2 separate regions of the Mus musculus genome follow, and region 1 is linked to region 2. Evidence: chromatin contacts called from public ChIA-PET data. All regions are on one chromosome and are shown on one strand. The core of a region is the stretch at or near the end of the contact, and the rest is flanking DNA. Distances in the headings are between cores, read along the strand shown.

Region 1 (4,879 bases), core at 147-2,646, 740 kb after region 2:
GATTAAAGGCGTGCACCACCACTGCCCGGCTGAATTTACTTCTTTACTTATTTCTTTGTGCCAACTACGAACTTTACAGGAAAGTGGTGTGGAGTCATCAGGGGGAATCTCTTGTCCTAAACAATACCTTTGACTTCTTCTTCTTTTTTTTTTTTTTTTTTTTTTTTTGGTGTTTTTGAGACAGGGTTTCTCTGTGTAGTCCTGGCTGTCCTGGAACTCACTTTGTAGACCAGGCTGGCCTCGAACTCAGAAATCCGCCTGCCTCTGCCTCCTGAGTGCTGGGATTAAAGGCGTGCGCCACCACTCCCGGCTTACCTTTGACTTCTTGTTTGTTTCAGCACGACACTTGAGTTTCTGAAAGACAAGACTTTCTGAATTCTTACTACCAGTGACCTGTGTGATACAGAAAGTAGAAGAAAGGAAAGGTTTTTCCTTTGCTTTGCTTTGTTGTTTTTTACATATTTTGTTCGTTTGTTCATTTTGAGGCAGAGTCTCTTGTAGCCAAGGCTGGCCCCAAACTGGCTAAGTAGTGAAGGGTGGTCTCGAATTCCTGGTCCTCCTGGTCCTCCTGCCCCTCACTCCTGAGTGCTGGTATTGCAGGTGTGTGCCACCATATCCTGTATGTAGTGCTGGGGATCAAACCTGGAGTCGAGCGTGTGCTGGGCAAACACTCTATCAAATGGACTATCACCTCATTCATTCATATATATATATATATATATATATATATATATCCTGCCTGCCTGTGGTACCATACCCAGCTTGAGAGATATTTTAATGAGATCATTTTGTTGTCATCTATAAAATGATAACAAGTGGCCCCAAACTATTGATTTCACATCTCAGACTCCCTGGTAAGCTGAAGGTGCGATGTGTGGCCTGGAAGAGTCTTTGGGGCTTGGGAGACACACTAGCTTTTAGGCCTCATCAAGCCATGGACAGACAGGGCGCCTTGAACGTGACCACAGCCGGGAAATGGTAGCCGGCTGCAGAGGAGGCGTGCACACTGCAATTGACCTGCCAAGCCCTCTGTAGAGCAGACTCCTCCCTCTCAGGCTCTCCTAGCAGTTTCCAGGAACTCTGGGTTGGGGCTAAAGAAAGAACCTCTCAAAGGGCAAAGGTCAGAAATGTGACCTGGAGGAGAGGGTGTGGGGGCGGGGCGAGCACAGTCTGACTGCAGCTTCATTTTTAAGGACTAATTTTATTAATTATTATTTAAGGTGCTAGGAGTAGCAAACCCAGGGTGCACCCAGCAGGTGCTGAGCCTCTAGGCTCTGGCCTCAGCCCTTTTCTGAACGTGTTTAAAGTCAGTTTGAGTTTGCTGTTCAGATCCAGCAAATATTTACTGAGCGCCTCCTTTTGTTGGGGAGGGATAGGGTGGAGGATAGGGTGGAGGACAGTGTGTATGTAAAACGCAGGTCCCCATCTGTGCCGAGCACATGTTCTACCACTGAGATAGAGTCTCAACCTAAATGCCCGTGTTAGCAAAATTGTAAAATGTAATCGATAAGTTGTTTCTCCGCCGATGGAATGAGCCTAGATTAGATTATATATAGGCAGGTTTACTGGGAAGCTGCCCTCTGACCCCAAGGATTGATTGAGGCCAGGGATGTCTTCAAAAATGCAAAGAGGTGTGGGGAGGGGCGGAGAGAGAAGAGAAAGAGGAGAGGGAGAGAGAAGGGGGGTGAGAGAGAAGAGAAAGAGAGATAAGGAGAGAAAAGAGAGAAAGAGAGATAAGGAGAGAGAAGAGAGACAGAGACAAAGAGGAGAGGGAAGAGGAGAAGATGAGAGGGGGAGAGGGAGGGGGAGAGAGAGAGAGAGAGAAAGAGAGAGAGAGAGAGAGAGAGAGAGAGAGAGAGAGAGAGAGAGAGAGAGAAGAAAATGTCTTGATTATATAGGAGCCTCTGGGAAAGGGCAGCCCTGTCCCTGGGCTGGAAAGTTCAGGGTGGGGGTGGGAACAGGGTATGCCAGGTAGAGACTGAGGGATTCTGAGAGAGCCTGGAGGCCAGGTCTGCTTTGATATGTAATAATTGTCATCTCTGAGGCTTACTCTCAGAAGCTTCTGGCCTCCACACAACCTTACCTGTGCCTAGACTGTTCTCAGCCCCTGAGACTTGCTCCTGAGTAAGCTCACCTCTTTTGTTCTCTCTGCCCTCTGGCTGGCTGGTCAACTCAGCTGTTCTGGCTCAAACTCCTCTCTAAGCTGGCTGATTCAATCTGGCTTCTTTCCTGAATTGCTCTGCTTGGCCTCATACTAATTTTGGCAATCTATTCTAATCCTTGGCTCCTTCTCATTCTCTGGCTCTTTCCGTCTTCACCTGTGTCTAGCTTGTTCTCTCTTCAACCTGTACAACGTTGCCAGTAAAACTGCCTACTTCTTCTGCTGCCCTTTCTTATCTCTATCTTCCCTTTTCTCTCTCTTCTAGTGAGAATTGGGCATATCCTACTCTGTCAAATCTTTCTCTGGTTCATCATTTTGTCTGCCGCTCAATTAGACACCACTTTCAAACATGGGTGAATCCTTCATTGTAACTACCTTTACCTTCATTGTTTGGGATTAAAGGTTCGTACTAAGGTCTTGTCTGTATTCCATCCAGAAGGATAAAAGGTGTGTGCTGAGGTTGAGACACACCACAACTAGAAATAGTTGTGTTTTGTTTTTTTTTTTTTCCAGCAAATTTTGGTGTTCACAGTATGATCAAATATCCTGCAACACAAAATACTCAAATACTGTCTCGCTCAACTCCCACAACAGAAGTAGTGATTTACTACTATATGTTAAGGTCAGCACTGAGGGGCAGTGAGATGGCTCAGGGGTAAAGGCGACTGCAGCCAAGATGATGGCCTGAGTTCTAGCTCCTCTAAGACCCATGTGGTAGTGCTATGCCCTGAGTCCTCGGGAAACCCAGACAAGCCCAAGAGTTGTGAAGTCTGCTGCAATTTGCAAAATAGTCTTTTTCTTTAAATGTCCAGTCCTGACTAGGATCGCAAGACCCCGTAGGTTCTGGCGTGCAATCCTGAGCTCAGAAAACACTGTGTTTATACAGTGCCCTTAGACGTTCTTAGAATGCTTAGGGTGAAGGGGGGTGGAGGTGGGGTTTGGTAGGATGGAACTGAAGCTGGGGGGGGGTGATTAAAGAGTGTCTTTTGTGGGGCTATCAGGAACTAGTTTTACAGCCGGCTATAACTGTCTGTGTCCTCTGATTAACTGCTTTCTATGATTTAAGTGTGGGACCCTAATCTCCTTTCTTCAAGGACAGGCACCAGCTGCACCTGGTTATCTAGGAGGCTGCTGGCCTTGGTGCCACCAAAGCCGAGTTCTTGTGGTCTATCTTATTTCGGCTGGCACTCTCAGCTCCTTGAGTCCCCTTGGAGCAGTTAGGGAGGTGGGGTGAACCCCCACGTTTGCTGCAAGGCAGGAGGGGGAGCAGGGCTTCTGTGAGGCAATATAGAGGCAAACTGCAGAAAGGAAGTCTTATCGTGCTTCTCAGGGAGAGTGCAGAGGTGAGCCTTACCGCTCTTGCTCTGTGTGTGTGTGTGTGTGTGTGTGTGTGTGTGTGTGTGTGTGAGAGAGAGAGAGAGAGAGAGAGAGAGAGAGAGAGAGAGAGAGAGAAAACCTTCTGCAAGAGAGTGCAGAAGCAGGCAGTCTATGCACCTCAGTAGCAGAAGAGAACTGACTCTCACAATTGTCCTCTGACCTCAAGATGCACCCGATGGCACGTGTGTACCCACAAAATAAATAGCATGTAAAAAGAATAATAATAAAAGGGAGGAGGGCTGGAGAGTATGCACTGCCCTTGGAGAGGTTCCTAGCACATCGGGCAGCTTAGAACCACCTAGAACCACATTGGATCCCAGTTCCAGGAGATCCAATGCCTTCTAAGGACACACACACACACACGTGATACACACACATGTGATACACACAGGCATGCACACACACAGGGGCACATAAATTAAAAACGAAAAGAAGCTTCAGAGTGCTTAGAGTGCTTAGCGCACACCTTTAATCCTAACACTCGGGAGGCAGAGGCAGATAGATCTTTGTGAGTTCAAGGCCAGCCTGGTCCATAGAGCAGGAAACCCTGTCTGGAAAAACCCAAAAATAAATAAATAAATAAATAAATAAATAAATAAATAAATAAATAAATAAATAAATAAAGTAAAAGGTAAAATGAGAGGAAATTCTTCCAGCAGGCAGGACTTGACTCCACAGAGCGTGATGTCCATCCCCTTACTCCTCCCTCAGCTTCAGCGCCACACACGAGCTGTGTCACAATGGTTTCTTGAGCACCCCCTGCGCCTGCTCTTTCTTTCCTGTAGCCCAGTTCACTCACTGATGGTTTAACTTTGCACTAAAACATGTCACGCTCAAAAATGAAACCACGGGGGTTGATTTGCATTTTAAGGGTAAAGGAATGCGTGTCTTCTACAGCCTGCCTGCCCACACAACGGTGTCTGGGAGAGGTTAGAGCAGCGTCACCTGTGTGGAGCACGTGCTGCAGTAACTTAGGTTTTGTTCCTGTTTCTTAAATCAGGTCGGCTAGAAGACCAATATATAATTCGATTTGTGAAAGAAAAGCTCAAATCTATGCCTTGTAGGAACCAAGGTTTCATTTTGGATGGCTTCCCAAAGACCTATGATCAAGCGAAAGACCTGTTCAACCGTAAGTGTGGGTGCTCTCTCTGTTCTGAGGGTTCACATTCTCTTAAGGTGGGGACCTTATCCTTTTGTTGGTCTCCTTGAATCTGTTTTTCTAATTTACTTTTTATTTATTTATTCGTATAGTCTCACTGTTGGGGAAATATTTGCCCAGTTAAATGAAAAAACTGGAGAAACTTGTTTCTGACTCCTTCTTACTTTTTATTTTCCGAGAAG
Region 2 (5,050 bases), core at 882-3,381:
CACAGCACAACAGCCTTTACCACCTTCGTCAGAGCAGCTGTGACTGCCTGCAGCAGTCTTTTTTTAAAAAATATTTATTTATTTTATGTATATGAGTACATTGTAGTTGTACAGATGGTTGTGAGCCATCATGTGGTTGCTGGGAATTAAACTCAGGACCTCTGCTCCCTCCGGCCCAAAGATTTATTTATTATTATAATATGTAAGTACACTGTAGCAGTCTTCAGACACACCAGAAGAGGGTATTAACTCTCATTACGGGTGGTTATGAACCACCATGTGGTTGCTGGGATTTGAACTCAGAACCTTCAGAAGAGCAGTCAGTGTTCTTACTCGCTGAGCCATCTCGCCAGCCCTCCATTTTGGTTTTTGAGGCAGGGTCTCTCACTGAATGTGGAGGGCATCGATTGGCTAGTCCCCTGGCCAGCAAGCTCTGGGGAGCCTCTGTCCCCGACTTCCTAGCACTCATGCTACTATGCTAAGCATGTTATGTGTATGCTGAGTACTGAGCTCAGGTCCTCCTGTTGGTGTGGCTCGCAGTGTATCCCCTGAGCCACCTCTCCAACCTCATCTCCATCATAATTCTTGGTTGGACGGGAGCCTTCCTGAATAGTGAAGACCATGTTTCACTGTAAAAGCCTAGCTTCAGGATGCCTTAGGGTCCTGCTGCTGATCACTGGCCCCTGACCAGACAGAAAGTGTGCTTTCCAAGTGGTTGCTGCCAGCCCTTAAAACTGCAACTTCCCCTGACTTTAAAGACCTTTGTAGTGGCTATTCCTGGCTGTCAACTTGACTATAACTGGAATGAGCTACAATCCAGAATTGGAAGGCTCACCAGTGACCCTAATCTGGAGGCTGGGAGATACAAGTTTCTGACCTGGATCTTGGCATGGAGACCTTGAGGCATAGTGGCTATGAATCCTAGAAGATTAAGACAGAGAGATTTCCAAGTTCAAGGTCATCTGGGATTAAAGGTATGGTGCCACACACCTTTAATCTGGGCCACACCTTCAGCTGGAGACCTACATAAGGGCATTGTAAGAAGGAAGATTTACTCTCTCTCTTCTTCTCCTGCTTGCCTTGTGGGACTGAGCAACTGCTAGATCCTGTCACAGCTGCTGCTGACCACTGTTGGGAGTTGGACTACAGACTGTAAGTCATCAACAAATTCCCTTACTATATAGAGACGACCCGTCAGTTCTGTGACTCTAGAGAACCCTGACTAATACAACCTTTGATTCTAAATCTCCTCTACGGTGGAGTGGGTACACACACACACACACACACACACACACACACACACACACACACAGCAAGTGCCACACACTTCCTGGTGAACAGTCAAAATCAGTAGGCAGAAAACAAGTCAATGGAAAGGCTAACAGAAGGTACGCCCACCCCAGTGGCCACAGACACTGAAGGTCTTACAAGCACCAGGGCGAAAGGGACAGCTACCAGCCTCTGCAGGAAGGCCACTTCTTCAATCTTGTGCAGATTCTTGCTTGCTATTGACATGCGTGGGGAAAATGGTGGGGCCCTCTGCTTACTTCACAGGCTCTCTAGATGCTTTAGAACAAACACAGGCTCACACACAGGGGCCACTCACAGCTGGGAGACAAGGTGGCAAATTCCTCCCAACTCTTTCCCGAACTGAAAGGGCAAGCGGCCACCAGTGGTCAGGAATCAGTCTCCGGTCACACTTCCCTCACGGCCCAAAGCAGGAAGCCTGGGCCCTCACCTGGCCTTGCTGTGGCTTGGACATTTCCCATCTCTGTCTTCTTTCCTTCCTCCTTTTCAATCTTCATGGCTGTCCTTCCACAAGCACACAGACCCAGGGTTTTACCCTTGTCTGGCTTTTCTCTCGAGGCCCACGCCTACCTCTGTTATTATTCAAAGTAATTTTATGGTACAGGCAGTCGTGGAAACACTCTCCTCTTTCAGCTGTAGCCTGATGATTTAGGTGTCCCTCAGGTGCCTTGAGAATCTCGATGTACAGAAGTCTTGTGACAGCCCATCTTCCTTCCATTTCCCCCGAGTTAGCAAGCAGCCAGCAGGGCTCACCATAACCTCCAACCAGACAATCACAGATGGCGCCTTTCCTTTCTGCAGGGTTTCTGATCTCCTCCCATGGCCCCTCCCCCACCCCAGACTGGAATAGTGCTGCCTCACTTACAGTCAGTCGGGCTCGCTGGCTGCTCTGTGGGTTCAGCTGCCTCCAGTCCATGCTCAGAGTTCCAACCAAGTGCTCTCCTGACTGGGGAGCGAGGCTTTCTAGGATCTTCTCTCCTAAGGAAAGATTCCCTATCAGACTCCGAGCCAGGTCTGCCTCAGCCTCCCAAGTGCTGGGATTAAAGGCGTGCGCCACCACCGCCTGCCAGGTTTTTCTTCCCTCTTCCATGGAGACTCTCTTGAGTGGCAGCCTCAGTGTCATCCCCTGAGCTTTCTCTGGCCCCTTGAAGTGTTTCTGTCAGGTCCCCTCACCCTAGTTCCTGCCAGTTCTTAGTGACATTCTTGCATGTGTCATTGCACGACTGTGAGGTGTTCAGGACTGGACAGGGTAGTTTTCCTCCTAATGTCCTATCTAGCATGGCGGCAGGAGCTGTGAGTCTGGGACTTGAAGTGAGGGCCTTTTGCATGCAAAGCAGACGCCTCACCCCAGAACCCCAGGCACACAGGTGCTTTGTCTCTTTCTGTGGCATCTATGGTCAGCACCGGAACCTTTGCTGAGGAGCAGTTTGGTTTGCCACAGTTTCAGTTACCAGTGAGCAGCCAAGAGTTCAAGGCAAACTCCTCCTCAGCAGCTTGCAGCTGCTCGGCATCCAACTCGGCGTGCGGGGAAAGTGAATCATGCTTTGCTCAGTGTATCCACACCATATGCACTGCCTGCCTAGAGTATCCACACTATATGCGCTGCCCACCTAGAGTATCCACACGGTATGCACTGCCTGCCTAGAGTATCCACACGGTATGCGCTGCCCGCCTAGAGTGTCCACACGGTATGCGCTGCCCGCCTAGCGTATCCACACGGTATGTGTTGCCCGCCTAGCGTATCCACACGGTATGCGCTGCCCGCCTAGCGTATCCACACGGTATGCACTACCTGCCTAGAGTATCCACACGGTATGCGCTGCCCGCCTAGAGTATCCACACGGTATGCGCTGCCTGCCTAGAGTGTCCACACGGTATGCACTACCCGCCTAGAGTATCCACACGGTATGCACTACCCGCCTAGAGTATCCACACGGTATGCGCTGCCCGCCTAGAGTATCCACACGGTATGCGCTGCCCGCCTAGCGTATCCACACGGTATGCACTACCTGCCTAGAGTATCCACACGGTATGCGCTGCCCGCCTAGAGTATCCACACAGTATGCGCTGCCCGCCTAGAGTGTCCACACGGTATGCACTACCTGCCTAGAGTATCCACACGGTATGCACTACCTGCCTAGAGTATCCACACGGTATGCGCTGCCCGCCTAGAGTATCCACACGGTATGCGCTGCCCGCCTAGCGTATCCACACGGTATGCACTACCTGCCTAGAGTATCCACACGGTATGCGCTACCTGCCTAGAGTATCCACACGGTATGCGCTGCCCGCCTAGAGTATCCACACGGTATGCGCTGCCCGCCTAGAGTGTCCACACGGTATGCGCTGTCCGCCTAGCGTATCCACACGGTATGTGTTGCCCGCCTAGCGTATCCACACGGTATGCGCTGCCCGCCTAGAGTATCCACTGCCAGTCTAGAGTATTCACACGGTATGCGCTACCTGCCTGTGAGCCGGTTAGTGGCTATGCTGGTCTTCAGGTCTCCCGCTGGGTATGGCAACCCCTGTGTTTATGTCACCCTGTCTTACTTGTGTCCTCAGAGTCCCGGGGATGTTGGCAACTTGAATATGCCAAAGAGAAGCTGTAGAGTTCTTCCTGGAGAAGGCAGAAATGTGTGGAGGGACCACAGTGGTAGAACTATAGCTACAGTGTTGCTATCACGGTCTTGTTGCTATTATTGTTGCTACTGTTCTTCCTTCAGTTCATTTATAAGTTGACTTTAATCACAGGTAACACATGGATGTAAAAACATAGTATGTATACAGGATTCAGTTCTATTTGTGGTCTCAGGCATCCTCTGGGAGAGGGGTACTATATTTTGAGTTTCATACTTTGAGACTTGTAGAGGCACTGTCCTGAATTATTTACGGTGTTTCCTGTCCCTTATGTTAGAATTATGTACTGAGCAGACCCTACAGGCCAGGAACAGTGTGAAGGCACCAGGCTACACAACCATTTCTGCCTGGGAACCCACAGGGGAATGGGCGAAGCATAGGAAATACATAGGAGGAGAACACACATTTCTGAGAAGAGAGGGCCAAGCAGCCATCGAGGGTCATGCTCATGTTCTTTAGTGCCTGCGACTGTGTGGGATTGGTGCTGGACTGCTCAGGCTGATGGTGGTCTCTATATCTCTTAGTGGGTGGGTCTCCATCACGTCTACTATTGTCTCAACAAACCTGCTGTGGTTCAGTTAGGAAAAGGACTCCATGCGGGCAGCACTCAGTCCCTCACACCTGATGACCGGTATCCCAAGGTACTGACCACGGACTGCAGGAGGGCTGTCTACAAAACTGTTCCTCCGGCATTGTGAGGGAACCAAGCATCCATCCTCTTGAAATGTGTTTGCTCATTCATATTTTTTTTTTGAAGCAGGTCTCTAGTCAGCCCAGGCAGACCAGTACCCCAGGATCCTCCTCGTTTATACCCAATGCTTCCAGAATGTTCTTTTCTGCTTCGTTTTGGTTGAGGGGAGTGGAGGTGAGGATGGCAGGGGTCTCACCTACTTCAGGCTGGCTGGAACTCAGTATATAACCAAGGATGACCTTGAATTCTCATCTTTCTGCCTCCACCGCCTGAGTGCTGGGATTACAGGCATTCACCATCACACCCCATGTCCTGCAGTGTTGGGAACTGAATTCAGAAATTCCTGCTTGCTAAGTAAACATTCTACCAACCGAGCCTCGTGTACCCCTTTTAGTATCTCAGACTATCTGTCAA

What was found. ChIA-PET counts read pairs in DNA pulled down with a chosen protein or histone mark.
Region 1: an SMC1A ChIA-PET map of the G1E-ER4 cell line shows a contact between it and region 2, with 8 read pairs. The contact joins two enhancer-like sites. A contact is called at or near these places in 1 of 15 datasets of contacts at CTCF or cohesin (the G1E-ER4 cell line) and 1 of 115 datasets of contacts at active chromatin or transcription factors (embryonic stem cells).

Annotation. Positions count from the first base shown.
Region 1 is chr12:105,756,930-105,761,808 of GRCm38.p6, forward strand. It overlaps Ak7 (adenylate kinase 7), which reads left to right. Exons shown (of 18, transcript NM_030187.1): 13 at 4,539-4,667. Among named protein-coding and RNA genes, the nearest start is that of Papola, 25 kb to the right of the region's middle. Within about 2 kb of position 1,397, at least 60 of the 459 cell types and tissues checked have an H3K27ac peak or open chromatin away from gene starts, as enhancers often do. A contact at or near this core is called in the G1E-ER4 cell line, where this site is marked.
Region 2 is chr12:105,020,235-105,025,284 of GRCm38.p6, forward strand. Gm46375 (a long non-coding RNA gene) reads right to left here. Exons shown (of 2, transcript XR_003950255.1): 1 at 2,174-5,050. Among named protein-coding and RNA genes, the nearest start is that of Gm46375, 4.0 kb to the right of the region's middle. Within about 2 kb of position 2,132, at least 48 of the 459 cell types and tissues checked have an H3K27ac peak or open chromatin away from gene starts, as enhancers often do. A contact at or near this core is called in the G1E-ER4 cell line, where this site is marked.